2 separate regions of the Mus musculus genome follow, and region 2 is linked to region 1. Evidence: chromatin contacts called from public promoter capture Hi-C data. All regions are on one chromosome and are shown on one strand. The core of a region is the stretch at or near the end of the contact, and the rest is flanking DNA. Distances in the headings are between cores, read along the strand shown.

What was found. Promoter capture Hi-C pulls out the DNA fragments that hold promoters and counts their contacts.
Region 2: a promoter capture Hi-C map of liver shows a contact between it and region 1, with 2.6 times the contacts expected there. The contact joins the promoter of Klf8 here to the promoter of Fgd1 in region 1.

What each region holds. Positions count from the first base shown.
Region 1 is chrX:151,044,415-151,050,795 of GRCm38.p6, forward strand. It overlaps Fgd1 (FYVE, RhoGEF and PH domain containing 1), which reads left to right and starts at 2,756. Exons shown (of 18, transcript NM_008001.4): 1 at 2,756-3,567. The coding sequence starts at 3,261. It overlaps Gm46690 (a long non-coding RNA gene), which reads right to left and starts at 1,678. Exons shown (of 2, transcript XR_001782846.2): 1 at 88-1,678.
Region 2 is chrX:153,357,219-153,363,599 of GRCm38.p6, forward strand. It overlaps Klf8 (Kruppel-like factor 8), which reads left to right and starts at 2,395. Exons shown (of 8, transcript NM_001357183.1): 1 at 2,395-2,491; 2 at 2,624-2,746; 3 at 3,078-3,265.

The DNA of each region.
Region 1 (6,381 bases), core at 1,506-4,005:
CCGGTACTGGTCCGGTCATTTTGAGAGTGGTGTGTGCTCAACACTTTCCTGTTTGTGATCCTTCTTACAGCATAACTGGTGCCTCACCTGAAGCCTAGACTCCATGCTCCGGAGACATTCACAGCGTCAGCTGAAACTTAGGCAAGTGAAGAGGAATGAGGGAGAAGTGAAGAGAGTTCCATATGCGACGGCAGCAAACGTGCAAAACCTCAGCCTTCATCCCAGCACACCGGAGCCTGAAGCAAGAGGACTCACTGCAGTCCAAGGTCAGCCTAGACTCCAAATGAGGCCCTGCCGCTAAAAAAAAACCCAAAGAAGCAAAAGAGAACAACAACCCAAAACCTCCAGAGGTCATATGGATGGAATTGTCAAAGAATTTTAAAAATTAAGGTTAAAAAAGCCTTCAGAGGCTGGATAGACCAAGGAACAGTCTTACAATTTTTCAACTTTGACTCAAGCATTAGGTTTAGAAAGGCTGATTGAGATCTCACCAGATCATAAAGAGCCCTGCCAAACCTCTAATGTTAAGGAAGGTAAATTTTCTTTTGAACCTTTGGGGACTTGGAAGATTCTAAACTTGTGAATGATATTTGATTTTGAAAGACATAGACTTGCCAGATGTGGTAGTATATGCCCTTAGTCTCATCACTCAGGAGGCAACCACAGAGGGATTATAAATTCAAGGCCTGCCTAGGCTACACAGTGAGAGCTTGTCTCAAAAAATAGTAATAATACAGACTGCCTACAATATAGAGAATAGATTCCAGGACTCAGTGAACACTTGCCTGTCTTGCCTGAGGCTTTGGGTTTGATACATGATAATGAAAAATAGTTAAGAATAGATTCCAGAGAACAAGACTGAAACAGGAGAGCTGTGAAGGTATTGCAGATTAGAAGCTGTACTAGCCTACACCAGCGAGTGGCAATGGAAATGAGACTGTATAAGTAGATGATGGAGATGGTCCTGTAGATGATAGGAAGACTTGGCAATTGCATGGGGGGGGGAGGTGTAGAAGAGAGAGAGAGAGAAAAGAGCCAGGGTATAGCTTAGATCTCTACTTTGACCAAGATCCTTCACTTAGGTAAGGTACAGCTCATTGAGAGAGGATTTCTTGAGTTGGGAAAGAACAGAGATTCTAGGTTTCTCTAGGATTTTCAAACAATGTTGTTTTCTAACCAGCTGAATGTCTGGGCCAGGAAAAATGTTTTGATTTGAAGTATTTTAGAGTAACTATCAAAGAAGTAATAATTGAAGCCATAGAAGCAAATGAGATATTGAGGGAAAGACCAGAGAGAGTGCGTGGGAAGACAGAGCTCAGGCCAAAGCTCCCAAGAACACTACTAAGACGAGGAGGAAACTGAAAAGGAAAAAGGAGAAAAATAAGCATGATATGTCATAGGGAAGCAATTTCAGGAGAAGGGAGAGGTCACTGGTGCTACCTGAATGCTAGCAAGTCCAAGTAGGATGACCTCTAAAGAGATTCTTTTCGGTTTAGTAACGTAAGCTATGGAAGACCTTGATAAGAAAAATAGCTTGGAAGAAGTAGTAGAGGTGAGTTGTAGCAGGGTTAAAGATAAGTGGGAGGTAGGAAATGGGACACTTGACTATGAGCAAGTCTTGAGTCATCTGTAAAAAGAGAAGAGAGATAACTTTTGGTGCTTGTTTTTTTAGATGGGAGAAGATACCTGACTGTTTAAAGCCCAGAGCGAAGGGACTCGGAACGAACTCAGAGGTCTGTTGCTAAGAATTCCAGACCTTTCTTCTGGCGTCTTCTGTTCACTCCATGTAAGTAGGACATGGGCTTATCAGCTAAGTACCGTGGGACGGAGTTGGGGGCACAAATCAAGATCTTGGGGAGACTAGATTTGATATGGCCACCATGGATGAGAGTTATCTAGGCAATGGGGGTGAAACAGAAAAGAAAGTTGACTACTAGTAGGGTGTCGGGTCAGTTCTGAGGGACTTGTAGAAGCTGGGAAATGAGGGTTTATCATGACACAAATGTGGAAAATTGTAGTGTTACCCAGTAGTGTTCAGCTGCCTGGGCACAAGCATGGAAAAAAAGGCAAACAGTTGGACTGGTTCAGTTTTGGGTTGCTGCCAGCCGGGTAACGGACAAAACAAGGGACCGCGACAAAAAGAGTGGAAAAGTAAAGGGCCATGAGATCTGGTCTGAGAAAATAAGTACTAAAGGATCGCTACGTGCCAAGCCTAGCTTAACTCTGGGACATGTGGAAAGGCTTCTGGGAAAGAGTGTGATGGGAGAGCGGAAGAAGGCATGAGATGCGACGGAAGGGTCGATTTCGGAAATTGGGCCCAGAGACTCGCCTCTGTGGGACCAAGGAAGGATGGGAAGGAAAGCTGAAGGGCCAGCAGAAGGAGGGCCTTAAGCTCCTAGCAGTTAGAGGTGAAACTGGCCCTAGCGAGGGGGCGTGGCCAAGCTCAAATCCCGACGAGGGGGCGGGGCTCCAATAACTGGGTCTCAGCGCCGCGGTGGCTGCGGCTGTCTCAGCAACGGCTCGCGCCTCCCCATCCCCCAGTTCCCAGGGCTCTTCCCGCCTGCCGCGGTGCAGACCCAGGACGAAGGCGGAGAAGCCCGGTCCAGCCCGGTCCTCCGCCCGCACGGCTGGAGCATCGTTCCGGAGGACTGCCCGAAGGCAAGCCTCGCAGCCGGAGAGCGCGGCGCACACGCGCGCCTCCCGGCCGCGGCCGTCCTCTCTTCCCTCCTTCCTCTCCTCTCCCCCTCCCCTCTCCTCCGCCCCCAGCCTCCGCTGCGGCGGGAGGAAGAACCCTTCCCGACTAGCCCAGAGAACCCAGGTCGATTCTCATTCCGGGAGAAAGAGACCCCCCTCGGTGGGATCCGGCTGGCCGCTCGCCCCCGGCTACGGAAGTGACTGGTCATCTATTAGGAGAGCTCGTGCCTAGCGCAGCCCCCGACCCTCGCCTAGCCGCAGCCGCATAGACAGCGCTCCCCAGCGGGCCCCCGGCCCCGCCGAGCCCACTCCCCGCTTGGGGCCAGGGCTGGCGATGCCTGGCGCGGCAACGGCGGTGGCCGCGGCTGCTGCTGCTGCTGCCGCCACGGCTGCTGGCCGGAGCCCGGGTCGGGGGCTCGAGTCTCCGCAGTGGGGCTGAGCCCGCAGCCCCGCCCCCCGAGCCTGAGGCCGCTGCTCCGCCGGGCGCCGGGCCTTCTCCGCCCGCGCCTCCGCCCCAGGAACTGGAGCCAAGCGGGGAGCCCGGGCCCCGCGCCCAGGCCCGGACCATGCATGGCCACCGAGTCCCGGGGGGCCCTGGGCCTTCGGATCCCGAACGCTCAGCGGCAAATACCCCCGGTGCCGCTCCGCTGGCCTGTGCCGACTCGGACCCTGGAGCCTTGGAACCCGGGCTGCCGGTGAGCAGGGGCTCAGGCACGGCTCTTGGAGGCCCTTTGGATCCTCAGTTTGTTGGACCCTCGGATGCCAGCCTGGGAGCGCCTCCAAGCTCCCGGGTCTTACCCTGCGGCCCTAGTCCTCAGCACCACCGGGCCCTGCGCTTCTCCTACCACCTGGAGGGCTCGCAGCCTCGGCCTGGTGAGTGATCCAGACAGCATGGGAACCTGGGCCACGGGCCTGGTACCGGGAACGGGTTCTTGTTCTAGGACTTGGAGCCGACATGCTCACCCTAGCCCCTTGGGTCCCCTCAACCCCTACCCCCACCTCCTGCAGTATTCGGTCCAGTCCTTTCAGCCTTTGCCCCTTGCTCTTATCTGTCCCTTGCGCCCTCAAGCCTTAAGACTCCTTTCTCTTCTAACTGTTGAGGCTAACAGGAGAGGAAGCACTCCAAGAAAAGGGGGCAGGATTTCAGGGCAGCAATGGGGATGTGGTTGGAATAGGAGAAAAGAAGTCTCCCATTAGCTAAGTGACTACATTTGTGCATGGCACTGAACTGGGTACTTTTACAAGGGTTTTTGTTTCAGCTTCAGGAGCCATCTGTGAAGTGGATATCATCAATTACATTTTTAGGGGTGCAGACTGAGGCTTTGAGAAGTAACTTGTCCAAGGTCACACTGTCATTATGGTGCCTGGATTTAAAAACAGATCAGAGTCCAAAATCTGTGGTCTTCCCGCTTCCCCAAACTGAAGCTGGAGAGTAATGCAAGCTTTCTCCTTATGTGATTTCCCCTTATACGACTCAGTAGCCCGAAAGTATGAGCAAAAGAGAGAGGGAGATGGTGGACTGATCCTAGATTGTGCTTCTGCTAGGTGTGTGTGGCCACAGGACAAGGGGAGGAAGAGGTAGGGGGTATTGATGAGAGAGAAAGGTGGAGCTGAGCCTGGAGGAAGGGGCTGAAGGCGCTGCTGGTACGAAGGAATAGGACAGAGAGGTCAGAAGGGAGAGCTGCTGGGCCAGGAGATTGTTTGGAAAAATCATCAGGATGGTTGCTTGGGTTTGCAGTGTGGTGGAACAACTCTAGGTCAGGCTGGGGCCACAGACCCCGATGGGCCTTTTCATAGTCCTGAGTATCTGAGCAGCCTAGCAGAGCCTCTAGGATATTCTCACGTGGGCCTGAGTCTGGGAGCCTTGAAGGAAGAACAGTGTATGGATCTGCCCTATCTTCACTGGGACTGAAGGAGGTGGTGAGCTTTTAGCAGCTTCCAGGGCTCATAGCTCACCTTCCACAGATCACTAGGACTGTGGCTCAGGACCAGGTAGTAGGAACAGTTGGTGAAGCATAAAACATGGGCAGAATACGCCTCTCTCTGCTGTCTCTTCTTTGGATAGTTATGGAACCTCTGGGAGATTTCAGGCGCTGCCCCCCCTCACCCCCTTGTGAACTGGAGATAGGCAGCTGACACTCTTTAATGCTCTGCCCTGCTTGTTGCTTCTGCTGGCTTCCCAAACTCCCCTGGACACATGCTACTCATACATACATACATACATACATACATACATACATACTTGATCTTAGCTCCTCCCTTCAAATCCCTAAACAGCCAGAGCTCTCCCACTGCAGTCTGCATTTGCTTTGCCTTCTGCCTGTTAGCTCTTCCCTCAGCCCTCCACCTGGCTTGCTCCTCATCTTTCTGGTCTCAGCTCAAATGTCCCCTCTGAGAGACCTTCCCTGACCACTTTAAGTAGGGCCTCTTGTGAATCTCCATCACAGCTGCCAGTGTGTGTCTATCCTTACATTTAATACAGTCTGAAAGTGCCCTCTTGTATGTGTCTACTTGTTTATTGCGGCTCATTTGCCACCAGAAAGTGAGCTCCTCGAGGGCGAGGGGGCTGAGTCTGTTTTGTTTTACCTTGTATACCTAAGGGACTGATGTAGTGCCTAACACGTGGCAGGTACTCAGTGTCTCGATGGATGGTAAGGGAACGCATAGTAGGCCCTCTGTAACTATTGCCTAAGAGGACTCCGAGCTCCCACCCAGCAAATACTCTTGGTCTGGGAGACAAAGCTAGGAAGGTCTTGACCCTTGGTCTCTGCCCTCTCTAGTCAACATAGGGTTGATAATGAGCAAGCTTTTCTACTCCACCAGTTCTTCCAAATTCCAAAGCAGAGTTCCCTTCCCAGACCATCCCCCTCTTCTCCTCAACCAATAGTGTTGTTTTCAGGATCCTGTCTCCCCCCCCCCCACCCCTGCCCCCAGCTAAGTCCTTGCCTCTGTAATGGCTTGAGTGGTATCTTTTAGTTTACACCCCTCCCCCCTTTTGTTTTTCAAAATAGGGTTTCTTTGTGTAGCCTTGGTGGTTCTGTAACTCAGAAATCCACCTGCCTCTTCCTCCCGAGTGCTGGAATTAAAGGCGTGCTCCACCACTGCTCCAGCTAGAGTCTTTTAATCAAAAGTAAAGATTGGGGGTAGAAAGGGAAAGACTTGGTCTCCCGTCTGGCCATTTCTCACTTACTGTGTGTCCCTGGATGAATGACTTCAGTTCTCTGTGCCTCAGTTCCCCTCGTCTAGAGAGTGATATCTAGGAATCCATCAGATTCTTTTTTGCAATGCTTTCAGCAATCAGGGACTTAAAAAATAAAATACGAGGAGAGAAAACCCTTCGAGAAAACCCTTCTGAAGAAGAGGCGGAGGAATTTCTCAAGTCCTGACAAGGCGGGCACTGGGCCATGTGATTCACAGTAGCATGGGCTGTGAGAGGCCCGCCTCCCCCTCTGCACAGCCAGCTCAGAGGTAGGCACAAGCAACTTGCTTCTCTCCATAGGACTTGCCTATAATTGGCTCAGAATGGGCAGAGGTGGTGGATGGAGGGAGAGCAAGAAAGAGGGAGAGACAGACAGAAAGTCGAGCTTCAGTTAAAGGGTTAGAAACATTTTAGTCCACCTGCTAAGATATTCGTGTGTCTGCTGACTTTCTCCTTCAGACTTTTATTGAATCACCAGCCTTACGTCC
Region 2 (6,381 bases), core at 1,145-3,644, 2.3 Mb after region 1:
AAAGAATTTACCATGACAAAAGGGTACGCCCAGCTTAGATAAAGAGTTCTAGTGGCTATTAATGGCAGTATTACAGAAGTCTACCCATCTTTGTTTTTCACATCACAAAAGTGTATTTGTCTTGAACATAAACAGTTTTACATCCTTGAATCTAAAACTTTCTGTCATTACTGAAGATAGCCTTGGGCTAGTGAAATATCCTTTTCTTAAAAGCAATATTTATTAGATTTTATATATTAAGAACATAAGGATACAAGGTATAATGTGACCCTTTTTAAAAACGAATATATAGAGTTGTACATTATGTGGCTCCCTCTTAATAAGTCTTACCTTGTAATTGCAGCAGGTGTGTACGCAGTGGTAGAAATATGGTATAGAGAGATAGTGAGGCATTTGTAAAAACCCCTATAACAGGGGCATTCTTTTACGTAGCAAGTATACATATCTGCTGTTTAATCTTTGTCCCTTGATTTCTATGTATGAAAACGATAGCGCTGGTACCTACCTATACCACTGTCAGAACGATTCAGTGAGGCTCAGAACAGAGTTCAGCACTTAGTTACTGCTCTGTAACGATGAATGATAATAATACTCAGCATCTACATTGCAGACCTACTGACACCTGATACCTAACCAGGACTTTATAGTTTAATAATGAGAAGCAGTTATAACAACACATAGGTACCTGGAGGTGCTGAAGCAAATGGTCAGTTCTTCCAAACGTAATGAAATTAGGAGAGGGGGTGACCTTTACTTGGTCCTTTTAAAAAGGTGAACAGAGTTTAGGCCACGTCAACAAAAAAGGTAAGGTGTCTCGTGGCCTAGAGATTAATTGAGAAAATCCTGGTCTTATCAGAAATTTGGAGTCCAGTAGAGCAGCAAAACCCCTGCTGCTTGAGATAAAGGTAGGGTCCAGATCATCACAACAGGTTAAAGGACTTGAACATTTGCATAGTTGGTGAACTACTAGTAGAGAACTGACTGGGGAGGGAAGGAAAAGGAGATTTTTAAAACATATCTGAGCAGAAATAGCAATTAAGCAAATGGACAAACATGCTGGGCACATACTGAGCTGTGACCCTCAGGTTTGTTGTTTGGTTTTTTTTTTTTTACTCTTTTTCTTTTGAGGCTGGGTGTGACATTGCATTCCTGTAAACTCAGAACCAAGGAGGCTGAGGCAGGTGAGTGGTGAGTTTGAGGACAGTCTAAGCTGCATTAGCCTGAGCTCTATCATAAGATTACCTCCTATTTCAAACAAACAAAAAAACAACAAGAAGAAACATAAGCTGGGGATCCAACTGAGTGATAGAATGCTTGCTTAGAATACACTAGGCCCCGAATTCAATCTACATTACTCCCTGATGGGACATAAAAATATAGTGCTACCTGCTGTCTAGGGTTGTTATGAGGAATAAAGGAAAATTGAGGACTATAATGGTACCTGGCCTAGTGAACTGCCCATATGAGGTGCTGAAGACATGGAACCTATTATTTCTTTTGCTTGGCTGCTCCTTCTGTTCCTCCGCTTTGTTTCTCCTCTCTCTCTCTCTCTCTCTCTCTCTCTCTCTCAGAATTGTGGTAGGGAAGAGGCACTGGAAGGAGGCTGTGGTTGTCTGTGACTTCCTGGGTTTCCATTAAAATGAACTAGAGACAGACTTTAAGGCAAGGACAAGGAAATGCTGGAAAGATGGTGGCTTCTATTCTACGGACCCAGTTCTTCGGGGATGTTAGCCAATGCTTAGCTGAGAGGCGGTCTCAGGGGGTTGAGAACTCTATTCTTAGAGAGCTGGGAGACTCAGAAAGCCTTCCTGTTGCCAATCCGTGATCATTTCATCTTTACCTAGTTTCCTCTCACCTCCTATTGCTAGAAAATTCACCCAGCTCTTCTTTCCTCTTAAGCTTCATCCCTAAAAAGACACTGTGACCCCTCTGTCTTTGCTAGTGTCACATGTTGCCATGGAGAACTGGGAGGGTTAAAAAAATCCATTTACTGTTACCATCTTACTGGCACTCCCCATTCTGCTTCCCTTTCTCCCTAGAAATCTCTTACTCCCAATCACCACACCCTTCCCAACCTCCCTTGGAGTGCTTAAGTCTGGGTGGATAGTTGACCAAGTAGTGTGCCTGAAAACCCCTGCTGGGGACTAAGGATGCACCGAAAAGGCTTTCAGTCATACCTGCAGCTGCAGGAGGCCAACTGAGACGGCCGCCAGGGGCGAGACTGGCTCCTGGCTCCTAGGGCCCGCCCCACCCCCTCCTCTGTCCCTCCGCCTCTTCTGCCCCACCCATCTCTACCCCCTCCTACTCCACTCCCCTCTAGCGGCCACTTGTCCCTTTTAAGGAACTCCACCCTAGGTGGAGTCCTCATAGTCGCACCTCTCTTCTGGGCCTAGTCTGACACAGAAAGAGCTATGTACTCCATCTGCTCAGATTGCCTGGGGAGAGCACCAGGCTTTGACCCGCGGGTGCGGTATACCAGTGGGGCGGCCAGGTACCACCGAGAAGTCTCTCAGGCGCGGTCCTGCGGGAGTGCCTCCCACTCGCGTTGGAGTCCCTGCCCTGGGCCGGTGTTTTCCTATATGTTTCGACCAATCGTTGGCGTCTTTTCCTCCTTTCTTTTTAGGAAGGCGCCGGGTGTGCAGCACTAACCGCTGCGAGGAGGGGATCCTCTGGCGCTGTCTCCTTGTGGGTCTTCACTGACTCCCCCTCTCTCTCTCTCAACTTTGCGTTCAAGTCGTGATCTAAGGTTTGGGTGCTTTGCTGGGACCCCGCCCGTGCTCTCTAGGCGAGGGTTTGAGGAGTTCTGAGGTGGGTGGAGAATGGGCTTGGCCGGAACTGAATCGGTTGAGGTAAAAGGGGAACGCAGGAGCTTCAGCGCTGGCCACTTCGCCCCGGAGAAGCCGCTGTATTTTTAGCACAGGGAAGGCTGCAGTGGGAGGATTCTTTTTAGGAAGTCGGCTCCACCGCCCCGATTCGGGGCTTGGATGCTTGAAAGCTTTGTTTCCCTTGTTCTGAGGGTGGCCCAGCTGGGTCTAAATCGACTCCCTCCCTTTTTCGTTTTCCCTATCCTTTTCCAGCCTGGAGAAAACAGGGAGGTGGGGGACCAAGGAAGAGAAGGCTAAAGCGTGTTACCAGGCGCGCTGTCAGACATGGGCGGGTGCAAGGGGAACAGCTGCCTTGAGATCAGCTCTGGAGTATGAGTCTCTGAGAGGACTGCGTGAGCTCCGGACACTTCAGGAGTCGGCAGCGGCTGGAGGCATAGGCGGTAAGTGACTTGGGAAAGGACCACTCTTTCAGTCTTCAGTCAGGGTTCTAATCCCCGCACCCCGCGTGCCAACCGCACACACCCACTTGGCTTTGGGTTTTAGCAGTGAAGTGGGATGGGGGAGACGAGTAAGCGGAAGGGGGTAAGAACATTATGTGGAATCAAATTCAACTCAATGGAAAAAGACTTCCCTTAAGGATCGCGGAGACTAAGAGGAAGGGTACTTCAGGGGGGGCTTGTGGAAGAATTGAAAAGGGACACGAATGGATAGGTATGTCTAGTTCAGTCTGTCCTGTCTAGGTGCTCTCAACCCTCCTTAAGTGGTACGGTTTGTTTTAACCCTGTACATGCAAAGTCTCTGTGCGAGAGAAGAGGATTTGGAGGAGCACTGAACCCACTTACGTCACCCCCTCCCTTCCCCCAAGCAGTAGCAGGTACCTAGAGATGCTTCTAAAACGAGGGAGGAGGGGAAGGGAAGAGTTAAGTTGGGAGCCTGCCCTCTAGGTACTGATAGCAGATCCCTTCTGTGGAGGAGCTGCTTAGGACATGCCCCTCTTTAAGGGGGGGGGTCGTCCCCTTGGTTGGGGGAGGAAGCCAAAGCATAGCCCTGTCTAGGCTCTTAAGGATGTGGCCAAGGGGTTAGCTCCTGTAGGTGGAAGATCAGCCAGAATTGCTGTGACTACTGGAGCAAAGGGACTTGCTTAGCCACAAAGTGAAGCTTTTTGTACTTTTTTTGACCCTAAGAATTTTGTAGAAACTAAACCATGTCGTAACAGGTGGCCAGGGGAACAGTACCTTATTTTCTCTATATTGTAATTGCGGGAAAAATTTATAAAGTACTTGTATGTCATTTAGCATAATAGTGATGGAGAAAAGAGAAAAAGAGACTCATCTCTAGACTTGGATTTAACCTGAAGATGGTTTGTGATAATAAAAAGATCTACTTTGAAACCCTTCTACCAGCATGAACTAGTTATATGACCATGCACCGTGCTTTTCTCCTCTGAGGGATGCATATTAAAATTCTTATTCAGAAGGTATATATGATACAGGCTGCTCCAACTCGCCGTTCTTCATGTTTTCTTACTCTGGGGTTTTCTCTGGCTCACTGCTGATAGACTTCGTACTTCATTGTCCTTAAAGCACATTTCAGATGAAGGGGAAAGAAGGCCTGTGCAGTTTGAATCGCTTGCTCAAAGACAGGCTAGAATATATGCCTTATTTGTTTGTGATTTAACATTGTTCTCCCTGGCTGCAAGAGAAAAGGCCACTAATCTGTCTATCTTCTGATTCTTTGGTTGGTTTAACCACGATGATGTAACCAGCAAGACCTTTGAACAGCAAACCAGTGGCTCACAAGTGACTTCGTCCTCTTCTTCAAAGTCTGGGGGGAACCCTTATGAGAGAGACCATCCTTGGAAACTGTTGGTGAGACAGGCTAGGCACAGTGCCTTTAGGTTAGCTTAGAGGACAGATAGGCAAAGGATGCAGGAAGGGTGGAAATCCAACTTCAAATGTGTAAGTGATAAATATAACTACCCAGCCTGTCCTCAAGACCAAATTGCATAAAAGCTCTGCGCTCATAGAAAGAACCCTCTTGCTTTCAGAGCATACAGGATAAAAAAAAATTGGTGGGAAAAAATGTTCAGGGCAGCCACCCTCATTTTTGTAGTGTGTGTATTTCAGAGATGAGGCTCTTAGTGGTTCCTGCTGGTTGCTTTTTTGTTTTGTTTTGTTTTGTTTTGTTTTTGAAATTTCCAGGGTATGAAGCCTAGCTATTATTAGTCTTCAGGGTGCCTGTTTCTCATGTGAAGGAGGTGGGTCTTGACGACTCATCCGTTTCGACTCTGCCAGGGGCTTATTAATGTTTGTTACATTTAGATGTTTTCTTTATTCTCATATTTTATTATTATTATTTACGTGTTTTTTTGTACGCATATAAAGTAAATGCTGCATGTGTGAAGAAGCTAGAATTATGGGTAATTGTGAGCTGCCCAACATGGATGCTGGGAATAGAACCTGGGTCCTCTGGAAGAGCAAAAAGTGCTCTTAACCTGTAGCTATCACTCCAGCCCTGTGCATTTATTTATATGTTTGCCTTAGTTTGGAGTCAGTTGTACTTTATGGGCTCACTTAAATTGTTGAATGAAGGAAAAATGCCTTCTTAATACAGAATTCATTTAGCAAAATGGCATACTGGATGTTAGGTACTGAGGGGAAAAGGTGTCTCCCCACGCCCTCCCCCCCAGTAGACATTGAAACCAGGAGCTGGTGTATTATTGGAGTTTTTAAAAATGGCAACAGGGTGTAGTAGAACTGGCCTTGAACTCTCTCAATTCTCCTCTCTCAACCTCCTGAGTGCTCCAGTTATCATCAGCATGAACTGTTATAACTACTGAGAAGTTTTAAAGCTTGCTTTCTGTTTGAATTCTTTTCTTTATCCTCCAACCAGATTTGTATTCTTATTTAAGTCCTGCTGATGTCCCTGTCCTCCACAGATCTTCCTTATCTCCTCAGCTATTATCAGATTGTCTTCATATGTTCTATAAGACAAATAAACTGTCTTATAATATGCTTGTTTTTATGTGTGTCCTGATAAGTATTTATAGCATTCCATCCATCTCTCATTCCTACCTAAAATGCGTTACTATGAAAACTTTATTTTCTTTTGCATCTGTAAATATTAGTTTGAAGAACTACATGATTGTTCCTGAATTTTCTAGGACCTTGATCATTGCCTGCTGCATTTTGGCTTAGTTGTGTTTATAACTAAGCCCCCAGTCCCCTTTGAGACTCAGAGCTAGTTGATGACGCTCCATACCATTGCGGCTTCATACCACTTACCTTTCCCTTACATCCTTTCCTTTGCAAACACTTGGTACATATTTTGTGAGATGATGATCTAAGGTCTTACTCCTTGTTTAGTTTTTCAGTGCAGCCCTTGCTGTCCTGGAACTTGCTTTATAGACCCGGGCTGGTTTCAGAACTCACAGATTTGACTGCCTCTGAGTCTGGAGTCCTGGGCTTAAAAGCATTCGCTACCACTGGTCCTGTATAAGGTCTTACTCTAACTAAACTGCTTTTTGGTAAGTGAAAAGAAACTGATCAGTGTAGTT